4 separate regions of the Mus musculus genome follow, and regions 1, 2 and 4 are each linked to region 3. The links are chromatin contacts, called in public HiChIP or PLAC-seq and promoter capture Hi-C maps. All regions are on one chromosome and are shown on one strand. The core of a region is the stretch at or near the end of the contact, and the rest is flanking DNA. Distances in the headings are between cores, read along the strand shown. Region 1 holds the start of Fbxl13 (F-box and leucine-rich repeat protein 13). Region 2 overlaps Lhfpl3 (lipoma HMGIC fusion partner-like 3). Region 3 holds the start of 6030443J06Rik (RIKEN cDNA 6030443J06 gene). Region 4 overlaps 5031425E22Rik (RIKEN cDNA 5031425E22 gene).

Region 1 (6,589 bases), core at 2,868-5,367, 900 kb after region 3:
AATGTAGATTTTAGTAAGTAATAACTCAGGAATATTGCAGGAGGGTACATCAGCCACATGCAGGTAAGAAATGGCCGAGCCAGTGAGCTGTTTAAGACATATCCAAATATAAAGCTGTGTGTGTGCGTGCGCCTTTCACTTGAGAACCCAAAACATTGGGGCGGGTAGCAAAAACCGAGCGCCGGCCGCTGGGATTAATTTGAATAGCGTTAATCGGGTTCAACTACACAGTGCATGATGGGATTACAGTACATGGCACCAAGCCTGGCTTTTACATGAGACAGTGCACTTTACCCACTGACCTAGCTCCCTTTGTTTTACCTGATACATAAACACTCACACGCACTATAAATTAATGGAGTCGTTTGTATGTTTTGATATATGTATACATCATGCAATCACCTTAAATGCATGTCTTTCCCCAAACACTTATCAGTTTTAGCGGCAAAACCTTCAAAATCTTTTAGCTCAAAATAAATCTCCGTTGGTGTGAATGTTAACAAGAAAAAAAAACTGCTGAAAAAAAAAAACCCACAAACTGTTTTTCCTCGTGCTCTGTGGGGGAAGAACATTCAAATTATGCTCTCGGGTCTCAGTCACTTACACTGATTTGTGGTTACCACTGGCTGAAGGACCACCTACATCGGGTCCTCTCCACCAAGATTGTCTGTCTCACTAAAGCACAGACTTAAATGCTAGGCGCATTCACTGTTTTATGAAGGCACTGCTCAACTTTAAGGAAAAGACCACTTTCTGCTTAGTGTTGAACGGGAGCTATTATGAACGTGACGTCAGCGTCCAGCTTCTCAGAAATTACTTTGTGCCATCATCCGTGTGATTTTCTGAAGCAGGAAAAGCAAACACTGCTGTGAGCACAAGTGGCTATGCCATATGAGGATAGCTAAGAGTTCAGAATGGGGCCACAGCTACTTGTGTGGAAAGAGGAGGCTTACCTGGTTAGTGGAGAAGGCTGCATTATTTCCCAAGGTGACCAAGGCCTTTTCAGTAATGACAGGATCGTCGGTTGACTCCAGCAGATACAGAAGTTTCTTAAGCTGCTCTGCATTTAAGATATCGTCATAGGAGCCATCGGTTAGGTCTTCTGCATAAGAAGGAAGCCATTTAGAATTCATTGAAACTCACCAGTAATGTGTTTTATTGTTAATGTGTGAAATGTTCAAACATATACTCTGATACTGGGCACAGTTGTTTGGCTTTTTAAAGGTCATGGACAATTTTCATGTGTTAAGAGAAAAACCACAGGACAGGCAAGCTACAAATCTTGGCATCTGCTAGGAAGAGGGAGATGGGAGAAGAGGAAGAAGGAAGGTCATGGCTTTAAAAATGCAAGTGGTGTCAGCCATGGAGGCTGGCCCGTGGGAGGGGAGGCGCTACTGAGGACCAGGGAGGTGCAGTGTGTGGGAACGCCTGCTTACACTTTTCTTTTGGCCAGAGTCTGAAAGAATAAAGAAAAGAAATATTAAGTCAAATGTCAGAGGCTCTGTAGATGGCTGCCTGGCATTGTTCATTGTTTTAAGCACTTTAGATGTCCCCCTCCCAGTGGGGACACACACACACACACACACACACACACACACACGAGTACACTGCCTTCAGACACACCACAAGAGGGCAACGGATCCCATTACAGATGGTTATGAGCCACCATGTGGTGGCTGGGATTTGAACTCAGGACCTCTGGAAGAGCAGTCAGTGCTCTTAACCTCTGAGTCATCTCTCCAGCCCCATTCCTTCTATTCTTACTGTTACAAGTTGTCAGAAATACTATTTTAATAACTTTTATACAATAGCATGTAGTTTTAAAAAATATATTAATACAATAAACAACATATAATTCTATCAATTCTCCATATGTGTCCATCTGGGCTCTGTATCTTATTTCCCTGATAGATTTTCATTAGTAATGATTGAATGAGTTTATATTATATAAGTCAGGGTCTTACATCAAGTTGAGTTATTTGATACTGTTTCCATCTTTTTCAATGGCCTCAGAGAGTCTTTGTTTGGGGAATACACTTGTTTTTGGAGGCAGGTTAGCCTAGACTGGCACTATTTCGTGATCATCCTACCTCAGTGGACTCGGGCTGGGATTAGAGCTAGGCAACACCTTCCTCTCCTGGACCAACAAACTTCACAGGAGGAATTACACACTTCTCAACAGTTTAAGGAGAAGAAGAAATAGATTTCTCTCAAATGCAAGGGTAGAACGTTGGGAAGGGGCTGTGGGCAATCGATTTTTAAAGCTGTCTGACCCTGGTTTTCTTTTCAGTACCAAAGTGTAGTGGTGGATGCTGTCAGACCCAGCAACCCCGGAGATGGAGACAGGAGAATCAGAAGTTCAAATTTTCTGCTATGCAGTGAGTTCCAGGCCAGGGACACATCAGATCTTCTGCCTTAAAAAAGCAAAACAAAAGACCACCACCACCACCAACAACAACAACAACAAAAACCCACCAAAGTATTCTTGTATAGAAATATTTGACAGAGAGAAAAAACAAACAAAACCACAAAAAACCCACACACAAACAAGCACCCTACAAATCAGGCTTTGTAAGGGCAAATGCTCATTTTCAAAAACTGCTTTCCTCTGTGACCAAAGGGGAAGGTTCTGTGCACTCCCCTTTCTTACAGCATTTCCTGGAGGAAATGGAAGGCTGGAATATAAATCCATGGTTGTTCCTGGTCCCTTCTAGTAAGTGCAAATTTTGAAAAGTAAATGCTAGTTGTACAACCCAAAGATGTGTTTTCTACCTGCCTTTAAAGGTGCCTTATTTTTGTTCTAGGGAAGGGCAATTAGCTCCCACCAACCTCAGTTTAAAAACAAATATATTTCTCTACCTTTGAGGCAAGCAGGTATTGGTTGGCAGGTTTTATTTCAAATAGTTTTTCCAACAGTTTTCACGACTTAAGCCATCCTTTTAGAAGGGTGTGTCTCCTGTTGGTTGTGGTTCTTATTCCCAACACACACACCCCGGTTGCAGGGACGCTACGGATGACTTAAAGGTACTTCCCAGGACAGGTGCCACAAAGTGCTGGCAGAATTGCATCTCAGGGATCCATTCTTCACATAGCACGAGCAAAGTTTCAACCCAGGCTTGAGGCCCCTGAGAACCTTCTCACAGTAAGGGGCATCTCTTTGATAACAACACAAAAGCTCAGGTAAAACTTTAAAATGAGAGGCAATCTACTTGGCTCGGAGAAACCTCAGCTCTTGGCTGTGAAGCCGAAGGGAAGTAACAGGACACTTCGGGCAATGTTTTCAGCTCTTATTTTAAACAAAGAAGTGGGAGCAGGGAAGCGGCTCAGGACCCACCCAAGGCAACCTGGGCTTCCAGAGTCGTCTGTCTACCTCCAGCCTTTCTCCCCATGCAGTCGCGGGTGTCTAGGGCACCTCCAACCCAGCCTGGCCTGAGGTGGGTCCGGAGCCCCGAACCAGTCCACCTGCCGGGCAGCCCATCGCCTCACCTGCGGATCGCGAAGGGCGCAGTCGGCGACCGCCTCGCCGCGGTCCCCGAGTCAGCCGGTAGATACAGTAGCAGGCGCCGGCGCCCAGGACCAGCCCTGCTGCCACCCAGCCCACGTCCCGCGCGCCACCCATGCTGCTGCCTCGGAGCTGCAGGGAGCCGAGGAGCCAGGGCCACACGCAGGTGCAGCTGGGCCAGAACCAGCCCAGAGAAAGGAAATGGGGTTGGAGCTCCGCCTTCCGGAAGCCGCCCTGCTAAAATCGGAAGCCCTCCCACCCTGTGTGCTGCGGTTCCTTTCACCAGGCAGGCGGGATGCCCCTAGTGCAAGCAGCTTTTTCCTGGACCAAGACCGGGACTGCGGCGCGTTGAACACAGACCCTAGCTCCGCCCCAACACTCACTCTCCCGTCCAGCCCTCTCATTTTACCCGGCCCCGGCCTGTACTGTCCTGCCCCGCCCCTCCCCGCTCTGCCCCGCCTCTCTGCACTCGCCCCGCCCCTCTCTGCCCCGCCCCTCTGCAATCGCCCCGCCCCGCCCCAGTTGCCCCGCCCCCTCCCTGCTAGGTTCTTTCTTCATCTCGCGAAAGGCTTGGACTATTTGGCACCTCCTTTGTGGTTGCTAGGCAACGCTCCGGCGCGTCTCTCCTCCTCAACGTGAACAGCAGTAACCTATGAAACGCATTCTGAGTCCTGCTTCTGACCATGGCTTCACTACGCAGTGCCACCCCCAGGCTAAGGAGCTACTTCAGGGACAAGTACATTCCTCAAATCTGTGAGGTACTGCAGCCACATAGCCTCTCACACAGTGGGCGCGGGGAAAAACTGGGAGAGGCAAGGAGATTCCCGGAACTGGAGCTAAGAAGGAGCAGGATGGGGAAGCTTGAAGTCAATTTAGGGTAACTAGAGAGAGAAGGGTAGGTTAGAGAAGACCGAAGGGTGCCGGTGGCTAAAACCAAGCCCAGGTGGGGATGACAAAGGAAGGGGACGGGGGAAAGTGACAATCTGCAGGGGGCGCAAAGAGCACAGGGCCTGGGTTGGAATCTCCAAGTGTCAACTACTAAATTCTATTATGGAAGAGCGTCTTGAGCAAGAAGTGAGTGGTGAGCCACTTGAAGACAAAAGACTTGAGGGGTTCTGGGTGTAGGCTTCGCCCCGCCTCGTTGTTAGCAGGAGGGAAGAAGAGTCACCTGCCTCTACACACAGCTTCACAACACACCTTTTTAGAGATCGCCACCAAGCAAAACCTGAGGTCTTGGTTTCAACAAAGAAATGAATTTCGGGGCCAACTTGTATGAAGCAAAGCTGGCTTCATTAAACGCAGGAACAAAGGTGCTCCAGTAGAGAGAGTAGAACACACCTGGTCAGACAATTGCGGGCTTCTGAAGGGAGAGTCGACCTTAAGTGTTGTCTTCACAATGCTGACATCAGTATTTTTTCTTGTGACTTTCAAGGTTACATTTCTAAATGTTGCCAAGAAACTACTACCCCTTTTCTTTTTCTTTCTTAATTTCTTTATTCACTTACTTCCCGATTGCAGCCCACCCCTCTCCTCCCCTCCCAGTCCCTTACAAGCCCCTCCCCCACTACCCCCTTCCCCCTATCAGAGGAGAAGGGAAAACCCTCCTTGGGTACCACCCCAGAGTCCCAGAAGGATAAACATTCCCCTTTTATTAACATCACCCAAAGAGTATAGTCTGTAACAAAGTTAGATTAAAAACCGAAGTTTCTTTTTCTCTCAGTAACTAACATATAGTGCATTTATGAACAGCTTCATTTAGTTCTGGGAGTGGGGAGGCCAGGAATTCAAGATAATGTGTCATTTTGACCTTATGTAAGCAGAGCCTAATTACTGGCCTCGACATCCTTGGTTGAAGTGTCTGGAGATACAGCACCCAGCCTCAAGTGAGCACAGTTGAAGTCCATTAGGTTCTTACCCGCAGACTTAAAGTCCTTTCTGAGCAGTGAAAGTAGATCAGTTCTGAAGGAGCAGGGTTTCCTCCTCTACCTCCGCCTCCAGTCCCCTCCAGTCCCCTCCAGTCCCCTCATTCTGCCCTGCCTCGGGAGGACAGTATGGTATTGAAAACCAGGTTTTGTACTCCTGGGGGCAGGGAGCTGAGAAATCACTGGTGACTCCCATTTATCTGTATGTTATGTTACGCGGTGTATGTTATGTGGTGATACAGCGGGAGTTCTGAAATGGGGCGAATGAGGGAGTTCTAAGGGAGAGAGAAGAGTGCCATTCAACCTCCAGGGCAATTGGGCACAACACTTCCTTTTAGGATGGCTTTTCCCCGTGATTTTATCCAGATGATCCCTTCAGTCACCTCTGCTCACACATTAACAGCAGGGGCAAGACAGGTTTTGGGCACACTCATTCACTTTCCCTCAGACCATTAAGGTGACTTCTATTCTGCCAGGTCTCTCTGTACTTTGTACTTGTTGCAGTTATCTATGCATGTTTGACCTCTTCTGAACATTGCCTGTGTGTTCTAAGTAAACCTAGTTGTCCATCCACAACACTGTTTCCCTACAAACCTGTGTACACTCTGATAAAGGAAAAACCCAAACCAAAGCCTACCCATGCCAGTGGTTTGTAATGGTTTGTAAACTCTTACTTGCCAGGGAGACTGAGGCTGAAGCTTGCTTGAGCCCAGGCATAGGGATGGTAAGACTCAAAAATAAAAAACACAACCAAAAAATAAGCAAAATAAAACCTCAACACCAAACCAAACCAAACCAAAACCACAACACTTGCCTGATCTACTAAGCTTATTGAATCTGCTGATTGATATTTAATTTTCATTGGTTTTGGAACCAATTACTTAAATCTATTGTTATTTTTACCCAATTCTTTTCTATTATAGGAATCCAATCATGAATATAATAAAATTCTACCCTTGTCCTCTGTTTTAGCTTTTGTCCAGCTACCTCTTTTTTGTCTTCTGGATGATATTTTGGATATTTTTCATTGACTTATTTAGTGGATTGCTAACTTTACTAATTCTGCTTTTTGTTACATCTCATCCCATCTGTTGAATACAATAAGTGAAATCTTAATTGTAGATAATGTATTTTTCAGTCTTGGAATGCCCATTGATTCCTTTTA
Region 2 (5,961 bases), core at 79-2,578, 650 kb before region 3:
CCTTGGTGGGTTGATTTGGGGGAATGTCTTAGACTCTATTGGCTAACATATTTCTCTTAAAAGTACCTGTCAAGAGGTTTAAGAATAAATATTTTCTGTAAGATGCAGTTCTTCAAGCTGTCCTTTTGGACAGAGACTCTGTCTTATACTCCAAATACAAGATGAAGACTTGTACATCTCCTAGAAAAGATAATAGGACAATGTGGGACTAATTCCTGTTGGGCTGTCCTGCATGGAATGTGCTCAGGTATGGGAAGAAGGGGTTTGGCCTCTGCATCCTGAATTATCAAGACAGTTCCAGACATGGATCCCTCATTCTTTGGAGAGTGGGATAGGAGGTACCCTGACAGTTCCAACGATGGACCCACCTACCTGCAGTACTAGCATGAGGTGGTGTCTACATTACCATACTCTCCAACAAGCCAGGCCTGCAATTTGTGAAGAAATGATCTTGCTATGCACCAGAAACCAGTCCCAAGAGAGACCCCAGGGCATGGAACAGGGTAGAAAGGATTATTGGAAAGGAGGAGAAAGGGTCCCAACTGGAGTCTTTGAACAAAGCACTGTAATTAGAACATTAAAATGTATACATTTAGTTATCCCCATCCCTAGTCATGTGGTCTTCTTATCTTTCTGAGAGAGAGAGAGGGAGAGAGAGAGAGAGAGAGAGAGAGAGAGAGAGAGAGAGAGAGAGAGAGAGAGAGAGAGAGAGAGAAAGAAACCCTTCCAGATGTGGAACACAAGTACACAGTCTAACAAGTAGTGATGGAATGAACATATGTCTAGCCCCTGGCCATGTCAAGTGTTAGGACACTCCTAGTCCCATACTAGTCCCAGGTCATCTCTCTCTTCTGGAGTGACCATTATTCTGAGTGACAGTCTCCTACCTGGATTTCTTTGTGGGGTGGCCAGCCACATTCACATCCCCAAACCACACCAAGGCCATTTTCTTCTGTATGTATTCTTTGCATTTTCCTTCTTTCACTAAGCAGTACACCCAAGCTAATGCAGATATCTATGGTTCCTTTATCCCCCCTGCTGTACAGTACTGGGTCATTGTGACTGTTTCTCTCTCCTTTTGAGATAACAACCTTCCCAGCAGCTGCTGACTGACTGTTAGTGATGTTCGTACCAATAAAATGAACTGAAGCTCAGATGTAAGCGTCCTAGATCACACTGAACATCAGCTACTGAGAAGTGTTGTTGATCTCTCTCCAAATAAGACAGCGGCTACAACAGGCAGGAGCATCACGGTGACTCCTGGAGAGAAGCCTCAGGGGATGCAATGGGTGCTCCTGAATGCCCACTTTGTCCTCTTTACAAGCAATTCTTTGTATTATCGAACTCAGGGTAACAAATTCTTATTGGTGGAACATTAACTTGCAGACTCACTGTAAGATCCCTCAGCTGCTGAATGTGTTGCTTTCTCTTACGCTGATATTATCAGCCAGGAGGTGTCAGCATTAAGTTAACCTTCATTTTATTTCAGGTTTAAGCTTCCAAGATGATTGTGAACTAAAAGTGGGAAGAACGTTAATGTATGCACTCATTTATGCTAGTGCTGGCAAAGACGGATGCTTGGCACCAGCGTGGCATCTGTCATAATAGTAATGATAATTGCTAATGACTGTAACAGCCACAGTAAAACATGCTGTCATCTACCCAGCAAATGATGCCACCAATGTAGAGTCAGTATACTGTTGTTTTTTTTTTTTTTTAACTATTTTTCTTTCTTTTAAGGATGGAGAGTGGATGTGTGCGTACCAGCCTTTGCTTTTCTGGCAGGCCTCCATTAGTAGGATGCAGGGTGCCTTCCACCAGATTTTATACAGACTCTAGCTTCAAAATAAAGAAAGTTGCCTTTGGCACACCCAGGGTATTGTTGGACTTCTGAACATAAAATGTGCTATAAGGGAAAGACTGAGCAATGATCTTCAGCTGCCAGTTCTCCTTGGCATCTATATGACAACATTCATAAACACACCTTAATTACACATCACAAAGCAATTGGAAACAATTTCCTTAAATGGTTTCCTGATGAAAAATACTTCAGCGATTTCTCCTTAAGTGGAAAGTCATATATCTACTGTCTGCTTGGCATCTTCATTTGGTTATCCTGACTTTCTGTGGAGGCTGGAATGACCTTTCTTTTTTTTTCTTTTTCTTTTCTTTCTTTCTTTTTTTTTTTTTTTTTGGCTAGGGATGGGTTTAATTTATGTTGTTGCTGCAGCACTAATAGTATATCTTATTTCCAAATGTTTGCCCATTTGGACAAAATGATGGAGTTATCCTACACAAAAGAAACTCATGCCTTTCCCCATGTAGCCTTCTTCTGCTTCACCAAACTCACTGCTCTGTGGATACTATTTTCCCCCAATCACCAGCGAATCATCTTTCCAGTGGCTCAGACTTCAGGAGATGAATTAGCCTCTCCCATCAAGCCTGTAGAGTCTACCTCAGAGCCTTCTCTTAAACCAAGCTCTTCTCTCTGTGTCCTTGCTACCTATTTCTCTATACACCATCTTCTCCTTCCTGTGGTACTCAGTGTGGCCTCCCTTCCAGTGCCTTTACATCTAACCCTGTTCTTTGTAACTTGGTTTCCATTTTTCCAAGCCTCAGTGAGACCCTACCACCTTAATTAAAATCCTTGCAATGACATCTTGTTGACCTTGAATGCAGTCCTGGCCCATAAGGCCTATCATCGATTCTCTCTGTTGATTCTCTTGACACTCCTCATTGTATCCTTATCCTGGGTTCCTCAGGAAACGCTGTGTCCAGGTATGGCCTGCTTCTTTACTAATGGAGCACTATTGCCATTCACTTGAATTGAATTTGTATAGACTGTCTGCTCATTAGTGGAGCTGTGTACACTTGCTCATTATATCCCAGCACCCAACTCTCTGCACAGCACATTCATTGCTATTGTTCAGAAAAGATTTACCAGCCCCACAAATGGCTGACATTCAATATGGGGACCTAACCTCAGACAACAAGATTGTCTATGCTGTTGGGTTAGACTTCTCTTGCCTGTCAGAATAGATCTTTAAGCTACTCATTTGATATATACATTATGACTTTCATTTGATATAGGACAAAAGATTACTTGTAGGAAAAGTAAATATCAATAATTCAAAAATGAAAAGTTTGCTATTCCAAAGATGCTGGCAATGCATCTCAAGAACCAGGATGAATCAGTAAACACAGCAGTCCCTGGTCATGGTCTTGGGACCTGCCTTTGGAAAACTTCTCTGCATCTAGTAGCAGACTCTCAGGGGCAGAATACAGATGGCTGTGCAGTACCTACTGCAACCTTAGCTTATCTGATCCCTTACGTGGAAGGTAGAAAGCACTTTCACACTTTGCTCAGAATTTTACCACATGCTAAGACTTTCAAAGCATGGTGTGTCTTCTACCTGTCTAGGATGTGATGTTTAAGAAAAAGGATATTGTTAAATAAGGAATAAATTATTTAGTTGCCCTAGGTTGAAAGATCCATATTTTATTCTTTCCCAAGTTTTTTTTTAAATTTTAATTAAAATATAATTACATCATTTCCTCATTGCCCTTTCTCCTTTCAACTTCTCTGGTGTTATTTCCTCTAGCTGCTCCCACATTTTCCTCCCTTAACTCCCTCTCAGATCTGTGGTCTCTTTTTTTCGATTACTTACATATATTTGTGTGTTATGTATAAGTATGCATATGTAACCTGTTGAATCTGTTTAGTATTTCTCATATGTATCTGATTTCAGGACTGATCGCTTGGTGTTGGATAACCAATTAGGGGTTCATCTGTGGGGAAGGCTAACCCTCCCTCTCTCAGCAGTCTTTACTCATCTGTAGGTCTTTGTTGAGGGGTGGGGCTTGTGAGAGTCCCATCCTCCATATTATTGTGTCTACTACTTGTCCTTGTCACTGTTAGGGGCTTGTTTAGCTGTCTATCTTGTAGCATCTGTTTGATTTCTAAGAGATATAGTCATGGATCCTGTGCCACAGTGCTTCATACCCAAATACTGCCAGGAGAGACCTGGCCTCCCAGGAGTGTGGACTCACCTGTGAGCATAGGTAAGACTACCACTTCAGCTCAGAGGAATCAGTCCAGAGCCCTCAGAGCACAGGAACCAAGGAGCACCCTGAGACAGGATCCTTCAGGTTTCTATCTGTACTGGGAGCTGATCTGTGCCACAGTGCTCCATATCCAAATACCACTGGGAGAGAGCTGGTTTCCTAGAAGTGCCAACACAAACCTGTGAGCACATATAAGACCACCACTTCTGCTCAAATACCTGGACCAAGACTGACACGCAGAACAATCAAGACAGAGGAACCAAGGAGCAGCTAGGGACAGGATCCTTCTGGTTTCTGCCTGCACCGTGGAGCTGACTCTGTGCCAGAGCTCTGCATACCCAAATTCCTACAGGAGAAAATTGGTTTTCCAGGAGTACTGACACATAGGCTTGCAAGAGGGACAAGCCACAGTCAGAGACAGTAGACCAGATAACGCCGGAGATAACCAGATGGCAAAAGGCAAAGGCAAGAACATAGACAACAGAAACCAAGGCTACTTGGCATCATCAGAACCCAGTTCTCCCACCACAGCAAGCCCTGGATACCCCAACACACAGAAAAGCAAGACTCTGATTTAAAAATCACATCTTATGATGATAATAGAGGACTTTAAGAAGTACATAAATAACTCCCTTAAAGAAATTTAGGAGAGCACAGGTAAACAGCTAGAAGCCCTTAAAGAGGATACACAAAAATCCCTTAAAGAATTGTAGGAAAACACAACCAAACAGGTGAAGGAATTAAACAAAACCATCCAGGAGTTAAAATATTGAAATAGAAACAATAAAGAAATCACAAAAGGAGACAACCCTGGAGATAGAAAACCTAGGAAAGAGATTAGGAGTCATAGATGCAAGCATCACCAATAGAATACAAGAGACAGAAGAGAGAATCTCAGGTGCACAAGATACCATAGAAAACATTTAAACAACAGTCAAAGAAAATGCAAAATGCAAAAAGCTCCTAACCCAAAACATCTAGGAAATCCAGGACACAATAAGAAGACCAAACCTAAGGATAATAGGTAAAGAAGGGAGTGATGATTCCCAACTTAAAGAGCCCTAAATATCTTTAACAAAATTATAAAAGAAAACTTCCCTAACCTAAAGAAAGAGATACCAATAAACATACAAGAAGCCTATATAACTCTAAATAGATTGGACTAGGAAAGAAATTCCTCCTGTCACATAATAGTCAAAACACCAAATGTACAAAACAAAGAAAAATATTAAAAGCAGTAAGGAAAAAAGATCAAGTAACATATAAAGGTAGACCTACCAGAATTACACCAGACTTCTCAACAGACACTCTAAAAGTCAGAAGATCTTGGGCAGATGTCATTCAGACCCTAAGAGAACACAAATGCTCGCCCAGGCTACTATACCGAGCAAAACTCTCAATTACCATAGATGGAGAAACTAAGATATTCCATGACAAAACCAAATTCACACAATATCTTTCCATGAGTCCAGCCCTTCAGAGGATAATAATGGGAAAACACCAACACAATGACAGAAACTACACCCTAGAAAAATCAAGAAAGTAGTCTGTTTTTTCAAAAAACCCAAAAGAAGATAGCCACACAAACATACAAATAACATCAAAAATAACAGGAAGCAACAATCACTATTCCTTAATATCTCTTAATGTCAATGGACTCAATTCTCCAATAAAAAGACATTGACTAACAGACTGGATATGTTAAACAGGACCTTTTTTTGCTGCATAAAGGAAACACACCTTAGTGTCAAAGACAGGCACTGCCTTAGAGTAAAGGACTGTAAAACAATTTTCCAATCAAATGGTCCCAAGAAAAAGTTGGAGTAGCCATTCTAATATCGAATAAAATCAACGTTCAACCAAAAGTTAACAAAAAGGATAAGGAAGGACACTTCA
Region 3 (5,664 bases), core at 2,259-4,758:
CATCTCCCCTCCCCCTCCCCCACCCCCACTCCCACTCCCACTCCCACCCCGGGCCTGCTCACCGGCAGCTGCATCAAGCTCACCTGTGTGCTTCAACAGCCTTTTCCAGGTGCTCACCTGAGTGCTGTTTGTCCTATGTCACCTTGTTGCCACAAGGCCCCTCTGCAAATGAAATAAAATGTAATTTACTAAAAAAAAAAAGAAAGAAAGAAAAAAAGAAAGAAAAGGACTTTTCAAACTGAACTAGCAGGCAAAGTACAGAGCCAGATAAGGAAGCTGGCTGACTAAATAAATGTAAAAACATAGTTTTAGCGGTCAAAATGATTAAGCCTGAAGCTACCAAAACAGTATTAGCTGTTCTTAGAGAAATAACCATAACAAGATTAGCAATTCTCCTGCCCCCTACCCCACACTGAATTCTGACAAAGACCACAAACCACCCTGATCTTGTTGCGAGAATTCCCCTTATGTTAATAGCTGTGACGTTAATAGCTGATCCATAAGTTCAAAATGTACTATTACTTTGCTGACCAAATCATAATAACCCACCATGGGGGCAAGCAAAGTGAGTCACTAGGCCAAAGGGTTACTTAGTCACTATACAAACCAACCAATGCCTAAAAGGGTTACTTGCTACACCAATGAGAACCATGTTGCTCAAATCTGCCCCTTAAAATGGTATAAAAAGTGTGTTCTTTCTTTGTTCTTGGTCTCTCCTCTGGCCCGCATGCTGAGAGGGGAGTCCCCAACATGTTGGATCAATAAAAATCCTCATGTGTTTTGCTGCGATGGCGGCAGTCTCTGTGGTCCTTGTGAGTAAGGATCTTTTGGAACTACAACAACCCCAACTAACCAGGGCCCCAGGACACCAAGTTCATCCATATGCACCCCAACCAGTTTGAGGAGGTCGCGTGGTTCAGCTGTACCTGCACATCAAGAAGCCTCGCAAGGAGGACCACTACCGCGCTACCAAAGTGGGGTTCTGGCTGGAGCTGGTCCGGCACCTCAGTACCATGATGCTCCCCCCACCCTGGCTCCCGCGCCAGGCCACAAGGTGCCCTGCTGTAAAGTCATCCTCCGCGTTCTCGTCCTCCATCGCTCCGGGTTCAAAACTGCCCAGGTAGGGATGCCTGGCTGGGGATCCCGACCTGGGCCCAGACGGCTCTAGTATGATTACTCAAAGGAGTTGAGCATGAGGATTAACGGTGGGAGCCTTCCTCAACATCTTTGCCTTCGCTACACTCTACTACAAGAAGGACAGTAGTGCCAAGAGATGCACTGCAAGCCGTGCCCTCTCCACCTGACGCCACGCGGGGAACGACATCAAGAGGGCAGACAGGCTGGCGAACTGGGTCACGAGTTCGATTCCCACACCAAAAGCCCCACCGTGGCCCCATCAGGAAAACACCCCAGGACATGAAGAGTTGAGGAAGAGGGCAAAGGAATGTGCAAGACTTGGTGGTGGGCGGTGGATGCCAGAATGAACTGGTTTGAACCAGACTGAACTGGACTTGACCGGTTTGAGCTGGGTTGGAACCAGAGGAACTCATGTCCAAGGAAAAGCCATGGAGTCCTTCCTGGTACTTGGGTTCAGCTACAGATCAAGTGCTTAAACTTTTTTTTCTTTTAGATCAAGTCCAGTCCCAATATGGAGTATGCTTGGCCTCTCAATATGATTGTATATATAAGCAATCCCCAAACTTCTAGCAAAGAACTCCTACAGCTGATCAACAACTTCAGCAAAGTGGCTGGATAAAAAATTAGCTCAAAGAAATCAATAGACTTCCTTTACACAAATGATAAACTGTCTGAGAAAAAAAATAGGGAAACAACACCCTAAAGAAAGAAATTGAAGAAGATATCAGTTAGATGTAAACTCTCCCATGCTCAAGGATAGGCAGGATTAAAATAGTGAAAATGACCATCCTACCGAAGGCAATTTACAGATTCCAACACAATTTTTTATAGACCTTGAACAAGCAATTCTCAACTTCATAAGAAACAAACAAACAAACAAACAAACAAAAACCACAGGAGAGCCAAAACAATCCTGAGCAATGAAAGAACTTCCAGAAGAGTCACAGTCCCTGACCTCAGGCTGTAATAAAGAGCAACAGTGATACAAAACACCTGTGTGATACTGATACAAAAACAGACTCACAGATCAAAGTAAATGAATCAAAGACCCAGAAACAAACTCACATACCTATGAACACTTGATCTTTGAAAAAGAAGCCAAAATTATACAGTGAAAAAGAAAGAAAGAAAGAAAGAAAGAAAGAAAGAAAGAAAGAAAGAAAGAAAGAAAGAAAGCAAGCACCTTCAATAAATGGTGCTGGTCTAACTGGCAGTCTGTATGTAGAAGAATGAAAATAGATCCATATTTATCATCTTGCACAAACCTCAAGTCCAAGTGGATCAAGGATCTCAACATAAAACCGGATACATTGAGTCTAATAGAAGAGAAAGTGGGGAAGAGCCATGAACACGCTGGCATAGGGAAAATGTCCTGAATAGAACACCAGTGGCTCAGGCTCTAAGATCAAATATTGATAAATGGGACCTCATGAAACTGAAAAGCTTCTGTAAGGCAAAGGGCTCTATCAACAGGACCAAACAGCAGCCTACAGATTGGGAAAGGATTGTCACTAACTACTTATGGTAGAGGCTGTGGAGTAAGGGGAATACTTCTTCATTGCAGGTAGTAATTCAAACTTGTACAACCACTTTGGAACCAAAGTGTGTGTGTGTGTGTGTGGTAATTAGATTTCCTCCACAGGCAGTTGTATTGTTCAATAATACATAATGGGCCTCTTTCTAATATGGGTGCCGTGTTTTCCTTGTCTTTTTGCACTGTTTATGAAATCTATGTGTAGCAGACACTGCGTACATTATCTTTTATTCTTAAAAATACTCTACTATAGTCCTTATGTTCTATATAAGGAAGTTTATAAATAAACGGTTCAAAGATTCTCCCAACATCTCAAAATTCAGAAAAAGTTGAGTCAATGTTTCCAGACCAAATTTTTTTTTCAGGACCCAAAGCCCTCTCTTTGGACACGAATTTTCTTATTCCTATACATTCTTTCATTTCAAGGCTTTTCTTCTTCCAGGTGTCCTATAAATGTGCAAGGACAACGTTAATTTTACTGATTACCCTCACTAACACTCGAATACTTCCACATCTAGTTTCAAGCTTGCAAAGACAAACAAATGATTTTATTTAGTTAGTTCCACAGAGTTCCCATTGTCCACTTTCTTGCCAGAGGAAAACCAATTTTTTTTTAAAGAATACTCGTTTCTGTCGGTACTTTTATGTGTGCGGCTTTCTGGAGGGAACTGAAGACACAGAAGGTGGGCGGTGAGGTGCCCCCAGGTCGCCCTTCAGCTTGTGTAAGGGTTTCAGGCTGGAAAGCTCAGGCCAGAGTGGGAAGCGATAACCACTTACCAGTAACCGACCACTGAGCACCGCCGCCTGGAGACTAGAGCGGCCCACGTTGTCGCGCGGCTCCCTGACGTCACTCGACCGCGCTGGCTCCGCCCCCAGCCCAGGCTTCCGGCCGGAAAGCTTGCGGTTGTTCTACGTGAACCACGCCTGAGTGGCGCAGGGCTGACCGGAGGCCAACTGCTCTGCAGTATCAGGTGGTGCCCGCCAAAATGTCTCACTTGGAGAGCATGGTCCTCTGTCGAGAGGCCCAAGTGTCCACTTTGCAGTCCCTGTTTGGAGAGGTATTGTAGTCAGACTGCTTCCCAAATGCCAGAGGCGAATGCGTCCTGGATCCGTTCCGTTTGGGGGGAGTACTGTGTGGATTGCGAGGCGGTAGGCTATCCCCCTTATGTTAAGATGGAGGTGCGGTATGACTGCCCCACACTTACCCAAAGAAACTTCTCAGTCTATTTTAAAGGAGACTGCAGAGGAAGAGCTGGCCTGCTCTACAGGACGTCGGCTAGGAAGTGCTCCTTTTACTTGGACCACACTTTGGAGATTATGTGAGCCCCAAATAGCTACTGCAAGTTGCTGCAGAACAGGGTTTGGGTAGGAAGTCTGTTTGCAGAGTGTTTACTAAACGCCAGTTCGCCCGTTGTAGTGAGGTATAGATTGGGTCAAATACAGAGAGGTGATTGGCTTCAAGGCCAATTAGGGTAACGCTGTGGTTTAGCCTTTAAAATCCTTCAGCTTTTCTAGAATTATAAAAGCCAGGAGAAGTCTCGCTTGGGTTTCTCTCCCTGCCGACCAGATGAGATGATTTAGAGGGGAGAGGTTAGCCTCTGAAGTGAACACAGGCTGAAGTAACATTCATTTCTCTCAGTTGCCTTGCATTGTGCTCATTAATTAGAATTGATTGCACTTGGATCTTATCTGGGAGATGAGCAAATACAAATAGCCATTTAGTCTTCCTTTAGAAATGTACTTTCATCCAGCAGAGTGTCGGATCCAGTGCGTCTGTGGTGGCAGATGAAATAGTCATGGAAAAGTACTTCCCTCCATCTAAAAGGCGTCATGTTAGCAATTCTAGAGGTCAGCTGCATCTGTAGTTCCTAGTTATAATGCTTTCAGTTATAGTTACCTATATTATTGAAATGTATAATTGTTTATGCTCTGTACATTCCTTCATTGGACTTGATAAACCCAGATTATTCTAACCAAAAGTACTCCTCTTTTTTTGAGGAATACTTTATTAGCAAAATAAGATAGGTAGGGCTGATTTAGCAGTGGGTCCCAGAAAAGGCTTCACCTTTGCTCTTATTTAATACTACATCTAACAAAAACAATATTTTTCTTCAAGGAAGTTTGCATGTGGGAAATACAAAGAACCACTATAGCAAATAGCTACAGAAGAAAAAAGAGCTAGCTATGCTCGTAGAAGACTAATTTATATGTTTAGCAAGTGTGTATTTTCTGAGCACTGGCTCTGTGTGTGGCACTGTGCCAGATTCAGTCTTGTGGCACATGTTGGGGAAAAGTTAAGTGACAGTGGAGTCAGAGTTCATTTCAACTCTAGGTGACAATGTGAACGTTGTTTAAAAGGGGAGCATGCTGGTTAGTTTTGCCCTCGTGGGAAGAGAGAACATAACTGAAAACAAATATGCCTCCAACAGATAGTCAGTAGGCAAGTCTGTAGGACATTTTCTTGATTAATGATTGATGTGGGAGGGCCCAGCCCACTGGGAATGGTACAACTCCAGGGAAGAAAGCAAGCTGAGTAAGTCATTAAGACACCTTCCTCCGTGGCCTCTGCTTCAGTTTCTGCTTCTAGGTTCTTGCCTGGAATTCCTGCCCCAACTTTCCTTCATGATGAACTATAACCGTCAAGCTGAAGTAAACCCTTTCCTCCACAGGACGCCTCTGAGCATGCTATTAATCACGGCAATGGAAGCTTGTATGGGCAGGGAATACTGTAGTAGGCTCCAAAGAGTAGATGTATACAAGTGTGATGGGATTCCAGATTTCATCTAGCTTTGGAAAGAAAGAAAAACAAAAAGTCATGAGCTTCCTTTTTGCTTATGAAATGATACCTGAAATTATTTTAAAAATTTATGTCTCCCCAGTAGATGTTTGAAGCCATCAGAGTCTACCCTGTTTGACACTGGTATCTGTGCTGCTCAGTCGCTTATAATTTTATAGGATAATTCCATAAGGGGACACACGTTGAGTTGAATTTA
Region 4 (5,865 bases), core at 1,887-4,386, 870 kb before region 3:
CTTAGTGATTATACCATTGCCTATCCTGTGTGATACCCTGGGTTCAGGTCCTAGCATCACACAAAAGTAGGTTTTATCAGGTGAGGTAACCTGAGGTAACCAAGTACATGAGAGACTGCAGGCAGGAGGATCAGGAGTTCGAGGCCAACTTGGACTACGTAAGACTGTCTCTGAAAACAAACCCAAGCAACCCAGTAAGTCTAAACTATATTATCAATATGGGCCCATATCTTGCTGACATAAAGGAAGAAAGGTAAAGAAAAGATATGCCATCATAGTGACTAAAGAATACATACATGTTACTTTAGTATGTGTGTCTATAGTATAACCTCATACCTAGACAGTTGATGATACAACATTCCCTAGGGTATTGCCAATATCTTTTTTTTAAGAAAAAATGCAAGTTAAAATAAGACTACAAAGTTAGAGTTTAATGCACTACCATCACTAATCACCATGAATATTTCATTACTTGACAGGTTACTAATAAAGTTAGGCACAGTAAAGATTTCCTATAACATTATGGACCCTGTGACATAAGCGTTTTATAAAGTATCAAAAGCTATGTTAGACTTAAAAATTAATCATAAATGCATATCCCACAAGCATCGTCCTTTGACAATGATGGAAGTTTTAAAAACAAAGATTATTATGTCAGCCAGATGGGCTGTATTAATCCCAGCACTCCGGAGGCAGAGACGGGTGGATCCAAATTGAAGGCCCAAGTGGTCTATATAGTGAATTCCAGGTCAGTCAGGACTAACAGTAAGAAAAGTTAGGGGTGGAGCTGGCAAAGGTTTTCTGCCTGATTATAGAAAGAGCAGTGTGTTGGGTTGTTTTGTTTTTACTGATTGTTTCATAAAAGGGGCTGATGCTTTGTTTAAGTTGTAAAAATAGGAGTGGAGAATAGCTTAGTAGTTAAAAGTGCTTGCTTTTTCAAAGGCCTGGGAAATAAGTACACCCCCCTACACAGTCTGTGTTGCCTCTGTACAGTTGTCTCCAAAGATGGCTGCGTGAGAGAGGAGGGAGGAAAGGGTGATTAAAGAGCCTGTCTTAGGGAGAACATTTTAGCAATGGAAGGCAGTGTACAAATTTAGCAAGTGTAATTTTATAAGTACTCAGAAGCAGCAAATATGATCTGTTCCACCATGTGGTTTCAGGCCTAGTAGATGTCACAGAGTGACACTGCCATATATGAAAGTATTGCTGTTATGTTTGGAGATTATACTACTAGATGTAGCCAGCTAGTTTTACTGACATGACAGTACATAGTCACACACTTTTATTCCAGTCCTTTATCCTGAAATGCCTGCCTTTTTCCTCACCCCCCCCACCCCGATTTTAGCAAATTACCTCAACCTAAGCATCAAGTCAGTATTATCCAAAGTAAAATTTGAATTTTAAGCTGCATCTCTAAGCACTTGCAATACAGATTTCCCTATGAAAAGACCCCAATTACAATAGCCCAGTGCATGATACAAACTGATAAAGAGGAGCAGCTTTGAACAGTCACTGGCTTTAGAGAGCTGTGTATTGACAGTGCTGGGATGAGCAGCTACACACAGCCACATCACAGCTGAGATTTAATAGTCCCCTTCCTGAGAACGGAAAAACTGCACACTTTAAACTCACTGTACGGAGACTTGTACACTTCTGAAGATTCTATCGAGAGGGGATTCGCTGCAACAAATGATTTAACAGATTTAGAGAAAGTGCCTATCTAGTCAGCTCAATATTAGCAGATGTGCTCCATAAGTGGTCAGTTACTGGGGCTTTTAGATTATATAGGGCTTTGGTCATAGCTTGATGGTAGAGCACTTGTTTAGTATGCTTCAGGTCATGGGTTTGTCTTGTTTAGAGGACAAGTTCTCAGTGGCTGGCCTGGAACTTGCTTTATAGACTAGACTGGCCTCAAACATAGGAGATCACCTGCCTTGAGTTGAAATGTAGTCTTCGTCAGTTCCAGCACGTTTGATTCTTAGTACTGAGGGAAGGGGAGGGGTTAGGGGCTGAGTGAGGCGTAGCTCTGGGAAAGCACTGGGCTCAATCCCCAGCAAAAGTTAGGGTAGAAGTCTGTGAACCCAGCCACAATTGAAAAATAGTCCTAATAGAAAATCTAGGCATAGTGGGAAATCACTGCAGCCCCGGCTCTCAGGAAGTATGAGGAGTTGGAGACTTAGCTTTTACATAGGTTGAGAAGGTTTTTTATAAGATTGACTCCATGGTCCACATGACCTTAATGTGGGTTGCTTTTCGAGGACGAGGGTGGGCAAGAGTTTAAACGAGGTCTCAGGTGACTCAGACTGACTGACCACCAACTCAACACTGCCTCTAGAGTTACAGGCTTGGCACAATACACTGCAGGAATTCGGAACCAGAAATCCATCCTAATTAATGCTTCTGAAAGGCGGATCCCTTCTCGGAATGCTGTTAATGTGCGTAGAGTAGCATAGTGCACAGATCCTGTTAAATTCTCCATGGACACTCCTGCTTAGAAATCCTGTGCAAGGTGTTCAGATTCTAAGAGAAGGCTGACAAATAATGAAGCTTAGACATAATGGTGCCCTAATGGGACTAAATAATTTTATTTTTTAAAGGCGAGGCGTGGTTCGTGTAATTCAGGCTGGCCTCGAAATCACTTGGTAGTCAAAAGATCAACGCCTTTTTTTTTTTCCTGTTTCTAGCTCAGGTTACAGGCATACATCACCATGCCTGTAACGCGCAGCTAGCTATTCTAGCGTTTAATGTTCTTGTAGCTTTCAACTGGAGTGATCCTTTCCCTAACTGACATTAGAAATTAGTCCAGTAAAAGTGGCCTGAGTGAAAAGCTGTAGGAAAGGATTTTTCTTTAGTGAGAAGTACTGAGGATCCATTCTCTTAAGCCCGGTTTGATTGACGAGTGGTTCAGTAGCTTAGTTTTGACCTTTTGTAGTAATCGGGCTTTTACCGTATAATACCTATAGCCGGCGTGTCCTAACCATGGATAAAACCAAGCTACCCCGTTGTGGCTGCCAAATTTTACACCAGAGGAAAAACACCTCTTGGCGAAGCATAGCGTGGGCTTGTGCTCTAGACCTCAAGCCTTGAGTCCCACAGTGACAGAGCGAGTGCTTGTACCACAGAGCAGGGCGTTTCCCCGGCGCTGTCTGCGTCACGGCGGCTGCCCTTCCGCTCGGGAGAGCAGCTGCGGGAGCTGCGCCTGCAGGCTGGCCGGGTGCGCGGCGCTCGAGCCGGGCGGCGTTTTCCTGGGACCTTCACGGAGCAGAGCGACGAGGCTACATACAGCGGCCGAGCTTATCCCTTCTTTAATCCTCGCTGTAAAGCACCGTAGTGCAGCTTCCTGCTTAACTCGGTCGTCTGAGCTTCCAGCTCACATTTTGAGCCCAGTGCAGCCGCCATCTTCCGGAAATGCTGATGGTGGTTAGTCTGCGCCCAGTGGAAATAACAATTTTTTTGCTTTTGTTTTTGAAGCGGTCTTGCATTTGGCCCGATCTTTTTGAGGACTTGGGTTACAGAATTACATCATGCCTGGTTAGTTTCATGATGCTCAGTTTGGGGAAGTAGAGCAGTGTCCTTGTTGAAATATAATCTCTTTAGTCCAGCCTTTTCTCACTTAAATTAGATTGATGGATTAAATGAGATAATGTATACCAGATATGCAGTAGTAACTAACAGAGAAAGAAGGGAATGGTGGGTGGGGGAGTTGCGGGGGCGGGGGGATGATTAACTTTGCTGGGTATCACCACCTAAAACATGAAGGTATGGAGAAGCATGCTGTAGCACATGAGTGTGTATTTTGACAGCTCTTCAGTATAACTGATCCCTCCAAAGCAGACTTTACTGGCTTCTGGTTTCTAAGGGATGCTTCTTTTTTGTGTGGCTTCCTTTTTTGCAGGTCCATACTGAATAAATATGCTGTAGGGTGATGGACAAGGCCAAGTTGGGTAGTCCTACCATGATTTTAGTTTACAGGGAAAAATCAGGCTGAGTTTAAGTACATTGTAGGTTTCTAGGTGTTAGAAGTTTTCACACATGTGCCCGTTTATTTTTAGGGCGCGGCTTCACTGTTTGGCTAGGTGGTTTAGAACTGGGTATAGATTAGGGGACAAAAGCAGGAGTGAAGTCGCTTGGGGTTTGTTGTTGTTTTGCTGTTTTAGGTGCACTAACGATGTAATAATGTGTTTGGGATAACTTAGGAGGCAGCGATGAAGATTTAAACAGTAAAAGATTATTACACAAAAAATAACCCCAAACTTGTGCTTTACCGCGGACCCACCAGGTTGGAATATACAGGGAACAGTTGGACCATCCCTGTTTCAGGCTGGGGGTTTGATTTCTTTACACTTGCTGTCTACAAATCTCTGCAGGACACCAAACCCACGACTGAATGACACAGCCAGCATCCACAATTCACACAGAGAGGTAAAAATGTCAGATCCCCACACCAGTTGAACCAGAAGTTCTTTGTACATTAGAACATTTAATGGGAAACTGCATATGAACTGTAAAGTGTAAATACAGTCTGATTGGGATTAGAAGAGCCCTCTTGTTTAAAGCCTTGTTGATGGGGAGGAAGCCACACAGTAGAGTATACTTGCAAATAATAGAAAGGTCAATCTAGTACAGACTTAAGATGTACTATTTATGTAAGCTATGTTAACAGTAAAAATACAAACCAAAATGAAACAGGCGAGGAGAGTTGTGGCTCAGTACTACTCGCCTGGCAACGCTGCACGGACAATCATTTAAAAATGCTGATGTGGAAAGATGGCTATCGTAGGCCTTGAAGTGATATTTACAAGATAATCCTAATTTTGCTTTAAAAAAAAAAAACCTCAGTATGTATTTGTGTGCACTTACTAAGGTGTTAGTGCCCTGCAGCTGTCAGGGTGCTGGATCACCTTGCCTGTCTATTTGTGACCTTAAATGTTCAGTGAAAATGTGTGACAGTGGAGAATAATAAAATATATTTTGTAAATCTGGTTGCTTGCATAAAATGAGTATTCTGTTGAGGAAAGAAAAGGTGGCACGTCAATAAATCAAAAAATAAAAATATTCAGAAATCAGGCATTCTGGGTAGAAGATATTTTCTCTAGATTTCAATTAAATATGAATGTTTGTTTCTGTTTTTAAAAATATGTACGAATTTTACTTGTCTAAAATAAAATTTAAAAGAAATGGTGTCTCTATTTAGTTCCTAGGATTTGACCTTAGGGCTCAGTAGTAAAGTATGTGCGTTCCCCAGCACCACCCCCTGAATACCGAGACCCGTGGTGTGAGCTGAAACTGCGCACATTCATTCCCCCAAGCCACACCCTGAATACTGAGACCGAGGTGTGAGCTGAAACTGTGTGCATTCATTCCCAGTGCCACACCCTGAATACAGAGACTGTGGTGTGAACTTAACTGGATAATCTAGTTGTTCCCACCTAAGTTACTTGCACTTTCTCTGTCACTATGCAGCAAAGAAAACGCCTAAGTGAAAGGCACCTTGTACAGCAGTCAGTATCAAGTAGAAACAGATTATTAATTGCTCGACATACAGCTTCAAGCTTTGGGGGGCTTGAGGTCTTTTGTTGTTCTTCTCTTCCTTAGTTGGAGGGACAAGGGTACACAACACCTTATCATAAAATGCATCATGCTTCTTCTGAGGAGAGCCTTTTTGGCTTGAAGCCATAGCTGATTATATATCTTGTACCAGTGTGAGACTTGACATTTGCAAAGCCCTGGTCGCAGTTTGTGTATTTAGCGCCCTCTAGTGGGTTACTTTATAAAAGCATAGTTTATCTTTAGCTAAAAGAGATTAAATTGTTTACCACCGCAGTGTAATTCGTTTTGCTTTCCATTGCATCCAAAGAGACCCTT

The links. Promoter capture Hi-C pulls out the DNA fragments that hold promoters and counts their contacts. HiChIP or PLAC-seq counts read pairs in DNA pulled down with a chosen protein or histone mark.
Region 1: a promoter capture Hi-C map of pre-B cells shows a contact between it and region 3, with 5 times the contacts expected there. The contact joins the promoter of Fbxl13 here to the promoter of 6030443J06Rik in region 3. A contact is called at or near these places in 5 of 39 promoter capture datasets (3T3-L1-derived adipocytes, cranial neural crest, liver and 1 more), 1 of 484 Hi-C or Micro-C datasets (CD4 T cells) and 5 of 115 datasets of contacts at active chromatin or transcription factors (astrocytes, forebrain, memory CD8 T cells and 2 more).
Region 2: a contact with region 3 is called in an H3K4me3 HiChIP or PLAC-seq map of embryonic basal ganglia, with 5 times the contacts expected there. The contact joins the enhancer-like site here to the promoter of 6030443J06Rik in region 3. A contact is called at or near these places in 6 of 39 promoter capture datasets (the 3T3-L1 cell line, 3T3-L1-derived adipocytes, cranial neural crest and 2 more), 4 of 115 datasets of contacts at active chromatin or transcription factors (embryonic basal ganglia, embryonic stem cells, epiblast stem cells and 1 more) and 1 of 9 other capture datasets (adipose tissue).
Region 4: a FOXA1 HiChIP or PLAC-seq map of pancreatic cancer cells shows a contact between it and region 3. The contact joins the enhancer-like site here to the promoter of 6030443J06Rik in region 3. A contact is called at or near these places in 8 of 39 promoter capture datasets (the 3T3-L1 cell line, 3T3-L1-derived adipocytes, cranial neural crest and 5 more), 2 of 484 Hi-C or Micro-C datasets (adipose-derived mesenchymal stem cells and embryonic stem cells), 9 of 115 datasets of contacts at active chromatin or transcription factors (astrocytes, embryonic stem cells, forebrain and 2 more) and 1 of 9 other capture datasets (adipose tissue).

The regions. Positions count from the first base shown.
Region 1 is chr5:21,643,133-21,649,721 of GRCm38.p6, reverse strand. Fbxl13 (F-box and leucine-rich repeat protein 13) reads left to right here and starts at 4,117. Exons shown (of 21, transcript NM_001199632.1): 1 at 4,117-4,260. The coding sequence starts at 4,186. It overlaps Armc10 (armadillo repeat containing 10), which reads right to left and starts at 3,716. Exons shown (of 6, transcript NM_026034.5): 1 at 3,487-3,716; 2 at 954-1,102. The coding sequence starts at 3,619.
Region 2 is chr5:23,192,663-23,198,623 of GRCm38.p6, reverse strand. All of the region lies in intron 2 of Lhfpl3 (lipoma HMGIC fusion partner-like 3), which reads right to left. Among named protein-coding and RNA genes, the nearest start is that of Gm17434, 120 kb to the left of the region's middle. Within about 2 kb of position 1,328, at least 14 of the 459 cell types and tissues checked have an H3K27ac peak or open chromatin away from gene starts, as enhancers often do. A contact at or near this core is called in embryonic basal ganglia, where this site is marked.
Region 3 is chr5:22,548,257-22,553,920 of GRCm38.p6, reverse strand. It overlaps 6030443J06Rik (RIKEN cDNA 6030443J06 gene), which reads right to left and starts at 3,508. Exons shown (of 3, transcript NR_102315.1): 1 at 3,449-3,508; 2 at 84-162. It overlaps Orc5 (origin recognition complex, subunit 5), which reads left to right and starts at 3,583. Exons shown (of 14, transcript NM_011959.3): 1 at 3,583-3,729. The coding sequence starts at 3,658.
Region 4 is chr5:23,415,847-23,421,711 of GRCm38.p6, reverse strand. All of the region lies in intron 1 of 5031425E22Rik (RIKEN cDNA 5031425E22 gene), which reads left to right. Among named protein-coding and RNA genes, the nearest start is that of 5031425E22Rik, 15 kb to the left of the region's middle. Within about 2 kb of position 3,136, at least 443 of the 459 cell types and tissues checked have an H3K27ac peak or open chromatin away from gene starts, as enhancers often do. A contact at or near this core is called in 3T3-L1-derived adipocytes, adipose tissue, adipose-derived mesenchymal stem cells and 9 more, where this site is marked.